3 separate regions of the Mus musculus genome follow, and all the other regions are linked to region 2. A link is a contact called in public HiChIP or PLAC-seq data. All regions are on one chromosome and are shown on one strand. The core of a region is the stretch at or near the end of the contact, and the rest is flanking DNA. Distances in the headings are between cores, read along the strand shown. Region 1 has its middle 6.1 kb from the start of Gstt4. Region 2 overlaps S100b (S100 protein, beta polypeptide, neural). Region 3 holds the start of Mmp11 (matrix metallopeptidase 11).

The links. HiChIP or PLAC-seq counts read pairs in DNA pulled down with a chosen protein or histone mark.
Region 1: a contact with region 2 is called in a FOXA1 HiChIP or PLAC-seq map of pancreatic cancer cells. The contact joins two enhancer-like sites. A contact is called at or near these places in 1 of 39 promoter capture datasets (hippocampal neurons) and 1 of 115 datasets of contacts at active chromatin or transcription factors (pancreatic cancer cells).
Region 3: a FOXA1 HiChIP or PLAC-seq map of pancreatic cancer cells shows a contact between it and region 2. The contact joins the promoter of Mmp11 here to the enhancer-like site in region 2. A contact is called at or near these places in 3 of 39 promoter capture datasets (the SN4741 cell line, hippocampal neurons and liver) and 3 of 115 datasets of contacts at active chromatin or transcription factors (embryonic stem cells, forebrain and pancreatic cancer cells).

What each region holds. Positions count from the first base shown.
Region 1 is chr10:75,826,639-75,830,627 of GRCm38.p6, forward strand. No RefSeq gene overlaps it. Among named protein-coding and RNA genes, the nearest start is that of Gstt4, 6.1 kb to the left of the region's middle. Within about 2 kb of position 2,108, at least 86 of the 459 cell types and tissues checked have an H3K27ac peak or open chromatin away from gene starts, as enhancers often do. A contact at or near this core is called in pancreatic cancer cells, where this site is marked.
Region 2 is chr10:76,255,532-76,259,501 of GRCm38.p6, forward strand. It overlaps S100b (S100 protein, beta polypeptide, neural), which reads left to right. Exons shown (of 3, transcript NM_009115.3): 2 at 1,496-1,641. The coding sequence starts at 1,504. Among named protein-coding and RNA genes, the nearest start is that of S100b, 3.7 kb to the left of the region's middle. Within about 2 kb of position 2,695, at least 115 of the 459 cell types and tissues checked have an H3K27ac peak or open chromatin away from gene starts, as enhancers often do. A contact at or near this core is called in the SN4741 cell line and pancreatic cancer cells, where this site is marked.
Region 3 is chr10:75,930,783-75,934,527 of GRCm38.p6, forward strand. Mmp11 (matrix metallopeptidase 11) reads right to left here and starts at 1,720. Exons shown (of 8, transcript NM_008606.3): 1 at 1,552-1,720. The coding sequence starts at 1,671. It overlaps Chchd10 (coiled-coil-helix-coiled-coil-helix domain containing 10), which reads left to right and starts at 2,348. Exons shown (of 5, transcript NM_175329.4): 1 at 2,348-2,716.

The sequences.
Region 1 (3,989 bases), core at 858-3,357, 430 kb before region 2:
TGTGGGCTTTAATACCCTTGTCCTAGGTGCCTGGAAGTCAGTCTTCCACTAGCAGCCTTCAGATGAAGATGTAGAACTCTCAGCTCCGTCTGCACCATGCCTGCCTGGACACTGCCATGCTCTCACTTTGATGATAATGGAATGAACCTCTGAATCTATAAGCCAGCCCCAATTAAATGTTCTGCTCTTCCAGAGGTCCTGAGTTCAATTCCCAGCAACCACACGGTGGTTCGCAACCATGTGTAATGGGATCTGATGTCTTCTTCTGGTGGTTCTGAAAAAGGCCTCAGTGTGCTCATATAGATAAAATAGATAAATTGAAGAGAAGAAGAGGAAGAAGGGGAGGCTTATTCTGGCTCACAATTTGAGAGTGAAGTTGGAGACTATAGAGGCCAGGTGGCAGGGATAGGAACACCCAGTTTCATTGTCGCCACAGCCAAAGCAGAAAGAGATAAATCCTCGCATTCTTCTTTTCTCACTGTCTTGGATCCTATCCGATGAGATCAAGGCACGCATATTTAGGAAATCCCTTTACAGACTCGCCAAGAGCCAGTGTTTCCTAGATATTTCTAAATCCAGTCAAGCTGACGAGATTAACCGTCAAACAGAAAGGGAGTTGGGACTTTGTTTGCCAACACTGATCTTTTACTCACACCTGAACATTTAACCAGGTTCTCCACGGCTCTGCCATCAGGGAAGGAGCCCCGCAACTGCTTCCTGTCTGTGCCGCATCTTTATTTGCTCCACTTCCGGCCTCCCAGGAAAGGCTCACTGCCATTAAAGGTCTCCTCCTGCTTCCTCCCTGGACCATGTTTCGGCAGGCATTTCCTTCTGCAGGGACCCAGGTCTGCCCTCTGTCTGGGCCTCACTCATCCCTGTTAGCATCTCCACTCCACACGAGGGAAGCAGCCCTACCCTGTGGGCTAGCATCACGGAAATGTCTGAAGTTCAAGTCTGGTCACTTTGCCCCTCCGTGCGGTACTCTCTCCATGTGCTCACCATGGTCACACCCCCTAGGCCTATTTTGGCCTGGGCACTTCTGTTGTGGTGTGGAGGGGTAAGCTATGGGCAGCAGAGTCACTGTGGACCTGGAGGACAACTCCTGTGTGCAAGGGGAGCCAGGGTTTGGCTTCCATACTGGAAGATGCTGATTGAGTAGGGTGTGGGGTTGGCTGCAAGCCTGAGTCACCCAGGCCTTCCTGGGCTCCTAGCCAAGACCTCCTAGGAAGTTGGCAGGACCCCATTCTGAAACCTGAGGAAGTAAGAGTCATTCTCTGGACCTGACACACAGAGTTTGGCCATGCTTATCACAGGCTCTGAAGCCAACCAGTAGTTAGGACTGTGGGAGATGGATACCCCCAACACACGCGTAGGCACGCTCACACACACACACACACACACACACACAAATTCATACTGTGTGCAGATGACATCTTCCATGGTTTCAGGAACAGCTCATGGCTCAACTGGATGAGTGAAGTCCCCTCCACACACACCCTTTTGTCACTCTGACTGTGTCAAGCAAGATCACTGTGCCAGCTACTTTATGCCAACTTGACACAAGCTAGAGTCATCAGAGAGGAAGGAGCCTCACTTGAGAAAATGCTCCATAAGATCCAATCAGGGTGTAGGCAAGCCTAAAGCACATTTTCTTCATTAGTGATTGATGGGGGGAGGCCCAGCCCACTATAGGTGGGGGTATCTCTGAGCCGGAGGTCCTGGGTTCTATAAGAAAGCAGGCTGAGCAAACCAGTGAGCAGCATTCACTCTGTGGCCTTGGCCTCTGCACTAGTTCCTGCCTTCAGGTCCCTGCTCTGTTTGAGTTCCTGTCCTGAACTCCTATGATATGGAAATGCAAACTGAATAAACTTTCCCATGACCTTGCTTTTTGATCATGGTGTTTCATCACAGCAATAGAAATCCTAAGACAGTCACTGTGATCAAGTAACAGGATGTGGCTGCTGTCCCTGGAATGAGGAACTAGGACACAGGTGCAGGGCTGAATCTTGGCTAGGACCTAGCTTCTCTCCAAGGATAGGCTCTGCTCTGGAAGCCATAGGGAACACAACCAACTTGCTGTTCCAAAGTGGAGGAGGAGGGCCTGGGCTAGGAGCCAGAGTTGGCCTATAGCCCAGGCAAACAGAATCTGTCTCATGAAGGCAAGTAGGCCCAACAGAGCAAGGGGTCACCCACTAAGGCCTGGGGTAGGAATCTGGGCTCTGGTCTGACATGCTCAAATGTGCCAGAATCCCCTGGCCCACACTGCCAGGAGCTGTCTCTGATTCATCAACCCAGGCAAGCTCCCCATTGCTTGAGAACCCATGCCCTCTCCACAGTACACAGTTCACTGACTTCCTGAGAAGAGGTTCTGTTCAACCAGATAGGTCAGTGATTGGCAGACCAAAGAAATGATTCTACCCAAGTCTAGCTTAAGCTTGGTGGGGAATGGGTTTCCTGGGGTTACTCGCAGGAGCATGAATAACACAATAGCCATGGCGTTACTCAAAGGCCCATCAGTCTTAGGGTTTCTATTATTGCAATGAAACACCCTGAACAAAAATCAAGTTGGGGGGAGGGGAGGGTGTATTTGGCTTACACTTCCACATCATGGCTCATCACCAAAGGAAGTTGGGACAAGGACTCAGGACAGAAACTCAAACAGGGCAGGAACCTGGAGTCAGGAGCTGATGCAGAGGCCATGGAGGAGCATCATCAATATAGTATACCAATGTGATATTTTGTGGAAGAAACAGATGATCAAGATACCTTGTAAGTTATGACATAGGGTAGGAGAGCTAATTTATCCTTAAGGCAAGCCTGTAAAGGTGTACTGCTGGTCTTGCCAACTGAAAGCAAATTGCTTCTAGAGATCTTTATGGACAACTACCAGAAAAGGGGTGGGGGGGGGGCATTTGCTAAACAAACAGCTGTATACCAGGTACCAGGAGAGGTGGTAACTTGCTCAAATAAGAACACTACATCTGGTACAGCAGCTGTAGTCGGAGTTACTACCTGATTTAGTTTTCAATAGTCAACTGTCATTCTCTATGATTCATCTGTCTTCTGCACTGGCCAGATAGGAGAGTTAAAGGGAGATGTGGTGGGAACCACCACCTCTGCATCTTTCAAGTCCTTGAAGGTGGCACTAATTTATGCAGTTCCTCCAAGGCATGTGATACTGTTTCTGATTGACTTCTTCCATTTAGCATAGTCCTAAACAGCATAGCCCTCTTTCCATAGGTCAGATCTGTCACAGCAGTAACCCACAATCCTGGTGCCAACTTTTTTAGGATTTCTGTTGCTACAACAAAACACCATGGCCAAAAAGCAAGTTGGGGAGAAAGGGGTTTATTTGGCTTATACTTACATATTGCTGTTCATTTTGAAGGACAGGAACTCAAACAGGGCAGGATCCCGAGGGCTGCAGCTGATGTAGAAGCCATGGAGGAGTGTTGTTTACTGGCTTGTTTCCCCTGGCTTGCTCAGCCTGCTCTCTTACAGAAGCTAGGACCACCAGCCCAGGGATGGCACCACCCACCATGGTCTGGGCCCCTCCCTGAAATGATCACTAATTGAAAAAATGCCCTACAGCTGGATCTCATATAGGCATTTCCTCACCTGAGGTTTCTTCCTCTCCTCTCTGATGACTGTAGCTTTTGTCAAATGGACACAAAACTAGCCAGTATGCCCAGCTTTACTGCTGATAAATTAAAATTTGAGTGTATTTTTTTTTTCTGGGAATTGAGTAATCAAAGGCGGAGCAGAAGCCTCTGACTGAGATGGAAGATTTTCTGTGATGTAATACTGACTTTCCTGCTGTGATGACCTCTATGATAATCTTAGCTGTCTTTGCAGCATGTTAATATCTTGTTAACATTTTTTCCCCATTTTCTGTTTTATAGGAATCCTGTGACTCGCTTGTGGAAGTCAGAGGACAGTTTGCAGCACTTGGCTTCTCTCCTTCCACTCCCTAGGCTCTAGTGATGGAA
Region 2 (3,970 bases), core at 1,445-3,944:
GTTCAACATGGAAATGACTTTTGAACCTTTGTTTAATTATGACAGTGCAGGTTCTGGTTTAAGGATCAGAACTCGAGGCTAGGAGCTGCCAAATGTCTCTGCCTAAGAGGCTGGTTTCTAAAATGATCCCAGAGCCACCCTTAATGGCTTAATGTTAATGAAGTTCCTCAGATAATCGAGCGGCCCTCCCTGAATCCCCGGGCTGTGGCTGTGGCATCAGGTGCCCACTGCAAAGGCTGTTTGCTTCTCTCAGGCATGCATGCCTGTTCACAAAGAAGCTGCTGTACTCTGAGGCCAGGCCAATGAAGCAAGCACAGAACTCAGGGCTGGGCCTCCGTCGCCCTGTCAGGATGCCAGGAGAACCATATGACCTTGGAGTACGTGTTTCTGCAAGGTCACTTCACTGGTAGTTTTCAAAAACTTGGTACAGGAATTTTACAGTCTTTATTTTTTATATATATATTTTTGGTTTGTCCCCCATCCCCCCCCAAAAAAACCTCACTCATATTTTATTTATACATCTTAAACTAATATATTAATTCAAATGAAAATAAGCTCTTTGTTAGGGTTTTTATTACTAAGATGAACACCATAACCAAAAAGCAAGTTGGGGAGGAAGGGCCATTCAGCTTTGGCGTCCACATCACAGATCATCATCATAGGGATTCAGGACAGGAACTCAAGCAGGGCAGGATCCCGAGGGCAGGAGCTGGTGATGCAGAGGCCATGGAGGGATGCTGCTTACTGGCTTGCTCAGCCTGCTTTCTTATAGAACCCAGGACCACCAGCCCAGGGATGGCACCACCCACAATGGGCTCAGCCCTCCCTCATCGATCACTACTGAAGAAAATGCTCTATAGCTGGATCTTATGAGGGCGTTTTTCTTAATTGAGGTTCCTGTCTCTGAGAAAGGGCTTTAGCTTGTGCCAAGCTGATATAAAACTAGCCAGAACATTCTTAATCTTGTTCCTCAGAATCTTTTGGAAGTACCTGCATTTTTCCTCCTAACCCCTGATATTATTGCTGTATGAGGAAGCTGTTACTGCATTTTAAAAATGGTTCACTGATAGTGATGTGTGTGTGTGTGTGTGTGCGTGTGTACAGGTAGATATTTACTTGTTACTAGTCATCTTAGTGTCTTTCTTAAATCCATCAGCTGATGGTATATCCTGGAGACCTCTGGGATTGGGAATAGCCACCAGGAAGACCCGGAGTCATTCCCTAATGCTTTGCATTAGCATCTTTGCTAGTTTCTCATTGGCCAAACCCAACCAGAAACCAATGGTCTTGGAAACTTCGCTCTGTAGCCTATGGGGACATAGAAGGGACAGGGTGGGCCTGGGCAAAAGAGGATGAACCCTGGTCAGCGTGGATCCCAGGATGCCTCTCCCTGGTAGGCCTCTCTACCCCTCATCTGAGCTGAGGCCTGAGAACAACGTATTAAGCTCTCCAAAGAACAGGGTAGAAAACATGAAAACGTATCCTTCCTCTGCAGCTCCCGGGATGTCCGAGCTGGAGAAGGCCATGGTTGCCCTCATTGATGTCTTCCACCAGTACTCCGGGCGAGAGGGTGACAAGCACAAGCTGAAGAAGTCAGAACTGAAGGAGCTTATCAACAACGAGCTCTCTCACTTCCTGGAGGTAAGAGACCATCTCTGAGCTGCACTAGAAATGGTCCTTATGTCTGCTCCTGTCTCTGTATCCAGACCCTGGGTTGCTTCTGGATATTAGTTTGAATGGCTAAGCCCTTGGAGTATGAGCTCAGAGGGGCTGTTTCTATCCCTTGAATCTAAGGATCCATGGGTGAGGGCAGCAGAAGAGAATTGTAAGCCACTCACAAGTGACACTTAGGATACGTCAGCACGCATCTGTAGTCCTTGTACTTCAAAGGTGGAAGCAGGAAGCCAGCCTGGGCCATCTCTTAAAACAGAACAAGGCCGGTGAGAACGCTTAGCAGGCAAACGCACCTGCCACCAAGCCTGATGAGCTGAGTTTGACTGCTGGGATCTACACGGCAAGACCAATTCCATGTGTGTACCATGGTGTGAGAGTACGTAGGCATGTACACTCACACACACACAGACACACACACAGACACTTTTTTTTCAAAGCATGAGAAGTTTCGGGGAGGGGAAGAAATCTTTTCGCTTTGTCTAGCTGTCTGGTACTTCCTACAAAGAAATATCAGAGATTAAATAAACATTTAATGATCACTCAATAATTCAATATTTGAGATACAGGGACTCACAAAGCACCCAACCTAGCATGCCCACGAGTGAATACTTGCCCGAGGGGAGGAAGGGCTCCCGAGAGCATATGACATCAGGGCCTAAATTTAGTTTGGAGTCCACTTAGGGAGTTGCAGAAGAGTTCCTGGCAAGCTGCTCGTCTTTGGGCAGTTAATATTCTGGTAGTGAAAACACTCACTTCCTTACCCACTGTCTCCTCTGCCCTTGAATCAGTTTATTAGCGTTTCTACTGCCTACAAACCAAGTGCTCCCGTGGAGGTGAACTGTGATCCAACTGCCACCCAGTGCTCCCTTGGTCCCCTAAACCAAGGCTCACAGCACGCCTTGAACGATATGGGAACGCTGGTGGCATACAATGAATGTGTCCTGTCACAGAGAGCGCCCTTGGGTCACAGAAGTAGCCAACCACACAGACAGAGGAAAACCAGTCAGCGTTGGGTCAAGTGCCAAGCCTGGGTGTGGCACAGCCATGTCACATGGTAACAGGAAACCACTCTCCAAGTTAACTGGGCATGTTGATACTGACTGACTGGATGTCTGGCTGAGGTTGTCCTTTCTCCCATGCAGGCAAATTAATTGATGTGTAGGAAGGCAGCGGGCTTGTGGGCTTCTGGAGAAAATTTCCAGTGGGACTTGGGGATTAACTCCTCAGGCACTCAGATACCGGGCGACAGGAACTCTGTATGCAGGGGCAGTTGTCGTCCCATGCCCTCTGCCTTTTGACTTAACAGAAGAGTCGGAATCTCATCTTCCAAGAGGACTATACAGGGGTGAGGTGGGCGTGTCAGGCTCTTCACATTTAGTGAAATCCCAGTTGATAACAGTTTAAGATATTTGCTACACCTATGATTTTATAACAGGAAAAAATTAGCCAGTAACGGCACATCTATAAATGATAACTCATGTACGATATCAAAGTACCGTGCATGTTTGCTGGCCTGGTTCAACAAGAGCACTGGAGAACAATCAACTTGAAGGAGGGAAGGCTTATTGACTTATTTGGTTGGTTTTTGTTTTCTAATACAGGGTTTCTCTGCATAGCCCTGGCTGTCCTAGAACTCACTCTGTAGAGCAGGCTGGCCTCGAAGTCAGAGATCCACCTGCCTCTGCCTCCTGAGTGCTGGGATTAGAGGTGTGCGCCACCACGGCCTGGCTCCTAATTTCGGTGCACAGGTGTCAGGATCCACTGTTTGGGGGGCCTTTGAGGCAGACCACCCCAATGAGGACAAAGAAACAAAGGAAGGGGCGTGGCTCAGTGATGCAGCTTCCTCCCACTTTGCCTGCCTCCGAAGGTTCTATCATCTCCCTGTGATACCACAGATTAGCACCAAGTCTCCTACACATCAGCCTCTGGAGGCCATGTAGGTTCGAAATCAAAGCACCTATGTTGCAACTGGGAGAACTACACTGCTCCCACCTATCATTTGGGAGATGTTTAAAAGCCCCAGTGAGACCCTGGGAATCACCATCTTTTACACGGGAATCTTTGAAGCAGTTGGCTTGCCCACAGTGCTCTCCTGTCAGGGAGGTGGGGGGAGGTGTTGACTGAAACAGTCTGTACTGAAAACCTAAGCTCAGAGCCTGTACTCTTCCCACGGGTGTCTTGGGGCCCACAACTGCTGGGGCATCCGTTAGGAGCTGGACCGTTCACATGCTTTGTGCATCAGTTAGTAGGAGCAGTCCTACCATTCACCTGGCTCTGACATCAGAACTGTCAGGGA
Region 3 (3,745 bases), core at 470-2,969, 330 kb before region 2:
TCAGTAGTAGGTATCCGTGAGAGGCAACGGAGCAGGAGATAAGGAAACAGCCCAAACCATACACGCAACTGATACACAGACCACCCTTGTGCTTCTGCCTAACCCCTTCCCACCCATCCCTACTAGCTCCAGAAGGAAGGGCAGCTTCCCTGGCTGCTAGGTGGTGGATTTTTCACAAGCTGGGGGCTGGGGTGAATAAATATTTACCGAGCTCTTTTGGCCCCGCCGATGGCAGTCTAGGGATAAAAGCGTTAGAGGTGACCAACCCTTTCTGCGCATCTAAAGTGTGACAGATCCTCGGCTCGGATCCCACCCCAGGCTTGCCCCCCCAAGCCCTGTACAAGCAAGCATTGGTGTGGTTTGCCTCGTCTTTTATCCTAAATGCCCAACAGGAGGTACCGGTGCTCTTTCCTGCTTTGCCCCCTTAGTAAGAAGTCAGGAGAAGTGCAATTCTCGAAGGCATGAGTTCTATCGCTGGCTTCTGCGGGGGTGGGAGTGGGTGGGGGTACGGATGGGGGGAGGGAGGGGATTAACGACTGCGCTCCGCTCCGAGTTCTAGAACAGGGAACTCCATGTTTTGCTTGAGGAGGTCCTGATCCACAATACCCACTCCCCTTTCCAAACCCTTTCTCTTCCAGTGTGCAGCAAAACTGGCAGATGGATTGGTATGGCTGGACCTGTCCTGGGACACCTGCCTATCATACCTTCCTCCCATCCATCATTCCTTGAGCTGGCCGGCTGCCTTAGCTGGCTACTGAGGGCACGGTACCCCGTGGGCATTGTAGATCTGTAGTGGTTCCAGCTCCAGCCCCAGCACAGCTTAGTCTCTACTCTGACAGGTGCCTCAGAGACCAAGCTGGAAGAAGGATGCAGCCATTGGGACACACAGGCTGGGAAACCCTCAATCTCTCTTCTTCCCCTTTGCCTCTTTGCACCCCCTTTCCTTTCTCTTCTTCTTTATGCTTTTGTTCCCCCGGTGCTCCCTTCTATTCTGACTGCACCTGATGCTCGCACACACTATCTCTCTCAGGTGCATTTTCTGTCGGCTACCAGGACTCCCAGACTTGTCTCCTGCAAGCTGGGGCACCTCTCTCAACTTGGGCCCCATTTTCTCCTTCCTAGCTCTTCCTTTATTCTCCATCCACGGTACACACCTTGCAGGGGTGCTTACTGGAACCACACACCCGGAGGCTGCCCCTTTTTGCTCCCCCCTCCCCCCAGACTTGCTTTGCTTCATTCCAGTGATGAACAAGGGGCCTTGGCATCCACTCCCTCTGCTACCTCTATCAACACACACTCCAGCATCCCTAGCTGGGGGCTGGAGAAGCCGGTCTCCAAACTGAGTTCAGCGCAGAGACGCGTCTCACCAGCTCCACTTGCACACTGCCAACCACGGGAAGCTCATTATAGTACGCTCAGAGAGACCCAGAAGGCATTTCGGGGACAGACTGCACTAGGGTAGCCAGGGAGCTCGCTTGGTGGGTCAAGCTCAGCCAGTGGGCCCAGCCCGCGTGCCCAGCCCTCCCTCGGGGAGGAGTGGCGGGCACTCACCGGTGGCCTGGCCCGGGCCATCAGCGGCGACGGCAGGAGCAGCAGCAACAGGAGCAGCAGAGGCAGCGGGAGCAGGAGGACGCGCGAAATCGCGCGGAGGAGACAGGCGGCCCGTGCCATCCGCCCCGGGGCTGCTGGGCCTGCTGGGCCAGGCCGGGCCGCCGCCCCTTATAGCATTCGCCCCGCCCCCGCCGGCGCCGGGACCGCACCCCCCACCGCCCCGCCTCCCCCTGCCTTTTGTTCTAAACTCAACCGGCCTGCAGCAGCGGTCTGAGTTAGGGAGGAGTGCCCGGAGGGGCTGGGTCCCTTAGAACTAGTGAGAGCCGGGGAGAGCTCAATTCTGCTCTCCAGCCCCACTTCAGAAGTCTCATCCTTCGCCAGGTCTCTCCATGGTGGCTTGACTTGTTTTAGCCTGTGGCAGGTGGTCAGATCCCCAATCTAAACAGCCCTAGCTAACAGGAAAGTGGTACAATAGCTCTTGCAAGGAGCGGACTATTGAAATGTGACCTCAGGGGAAACTGAGGCATATGGCGGAAGTTGGCCAGTCCCCACACCTTAAAACAAAACAGAGACGGGTCTGGAAAGATGGATCAGTGGTTAGGAGCACTTGTTGCTCCTGCAGAGAAACCTGGCTCCCGTTCCTAGCACCCACAGGGTGGCCATCTAGGAACTGATGCCTTCTTCTGACCTCTACTGACACTTGGCACACGCTGATGCAAATGGCTGATGCAAATGCGCACACTTAACAATTTCAGACCAGAGGCAGTCAGCGAGGATCTTGGAGGGAGGGACCAGATTTTTTCTCTACTAGCAGGCAACTGGGTCAGTTGGCTGGGAGGAAAGGGTCAGGGATGTTTGAGTTGGACACTGGAATCTCAGGTTGTTCCCTGGCCGGGGGGCACACTAGCCAACAGGCTTTTCCTGACCAGTCAGGCTCAGCCATCTGAGACAGGGACAGAATCACATCTGAGAGGGAGGTCTACGTGCTGAAAACAGTTCAACTACTCTAATCTCTGCAGCGAGTGTCCAACTGTGCAGTGTTCCCTCTTGGATGACAATGGCTCTACAAGGCACTGCAGGCCTCTTCCACCAGGCCTTCAGCTCTCTTCTGAATTCTGGTGGGCCAGTGGGGCCCTGAGCTGCTGCAAAGTAGGGGCAGAGAGTGGTAAGTTTTACTTGGCCATCTGCAATCTTTTAAAAAGCCTCACCTTTTAAAGGCTGCCATTCCTTCCCGTCGTCCTTCCTCCCTTCCCACCCACCCCTCTTTTCTTTTTTTTATGACAGAGTCTCTCTCTCTCTCTCTCTCTCTCTCTCTCTCTCTCTCTCTCTCTCTTTTTTTTGACAGAGTCTAGTATGTGTACATGTAGCCCAGGCAGGCCTCCAACTCAAGATTCCTGTCTTTGCCTATTCTGACTGATAGGACTGCAAGCATGTATCATCATAGCTAGAATTTCCAGGTCTGGTTCAGACTCATCTCAGCAGTGTTGGTCAAAGAATCATAAAATGGATGAGGCATTCATAGTCCTACCCTCCACCCCCAAGAGTGGGTTTCTCTGTGTAGCCCTGGCAATCCTGGGACTCTGTAGAGTAGGCTGGCCTTGAACTCAGAGATCTGCCTCTATTAAAGGCATGCACCACCATGCATAGCATTTTAAAAATAAACTCTTCATTGGATGCATGCCTTTAATCCTGACATTTGGGAGACAGAAGCAAGTGGATTTCTGTGGGTTTGAGACCAACCTGCTCTACAGAGTGAGCCAGGCTATATGAAGATCCTGTCTCAACAAAAGAACCCCCAAACCCTAAAACATTTATTTGTGCAACCTAAACAGCCTTCAGTGTTGCCAGGGATGCACGACTATTTTCTGAGGAACTTGCAGCTTATCAGCCAGACCCCCCACCCCCCCCACCCTCCACTTCCCACCCCCTTACCCCCCAACCTGCCCCATTACCCCACATTACCACACTTAGTAGAGGATCTGGAAGGTGGGCTAGCCACGGAGGCCCACAGAAGGGGTTGAAGCTGGAAGAATGTTACCACTTGCCTACTGGATACAAGGTAAGCAGAGGCCAAATAGATAAGCCAGTGGGGTCTGCTCAAGCCTGCCCCCCCCTTTTTTTTTTTAATTTTCTACAACAGCACATTTTTTTAAAAGATTTATTTATTTATTATATGTAAGTACACTGTAGCTGT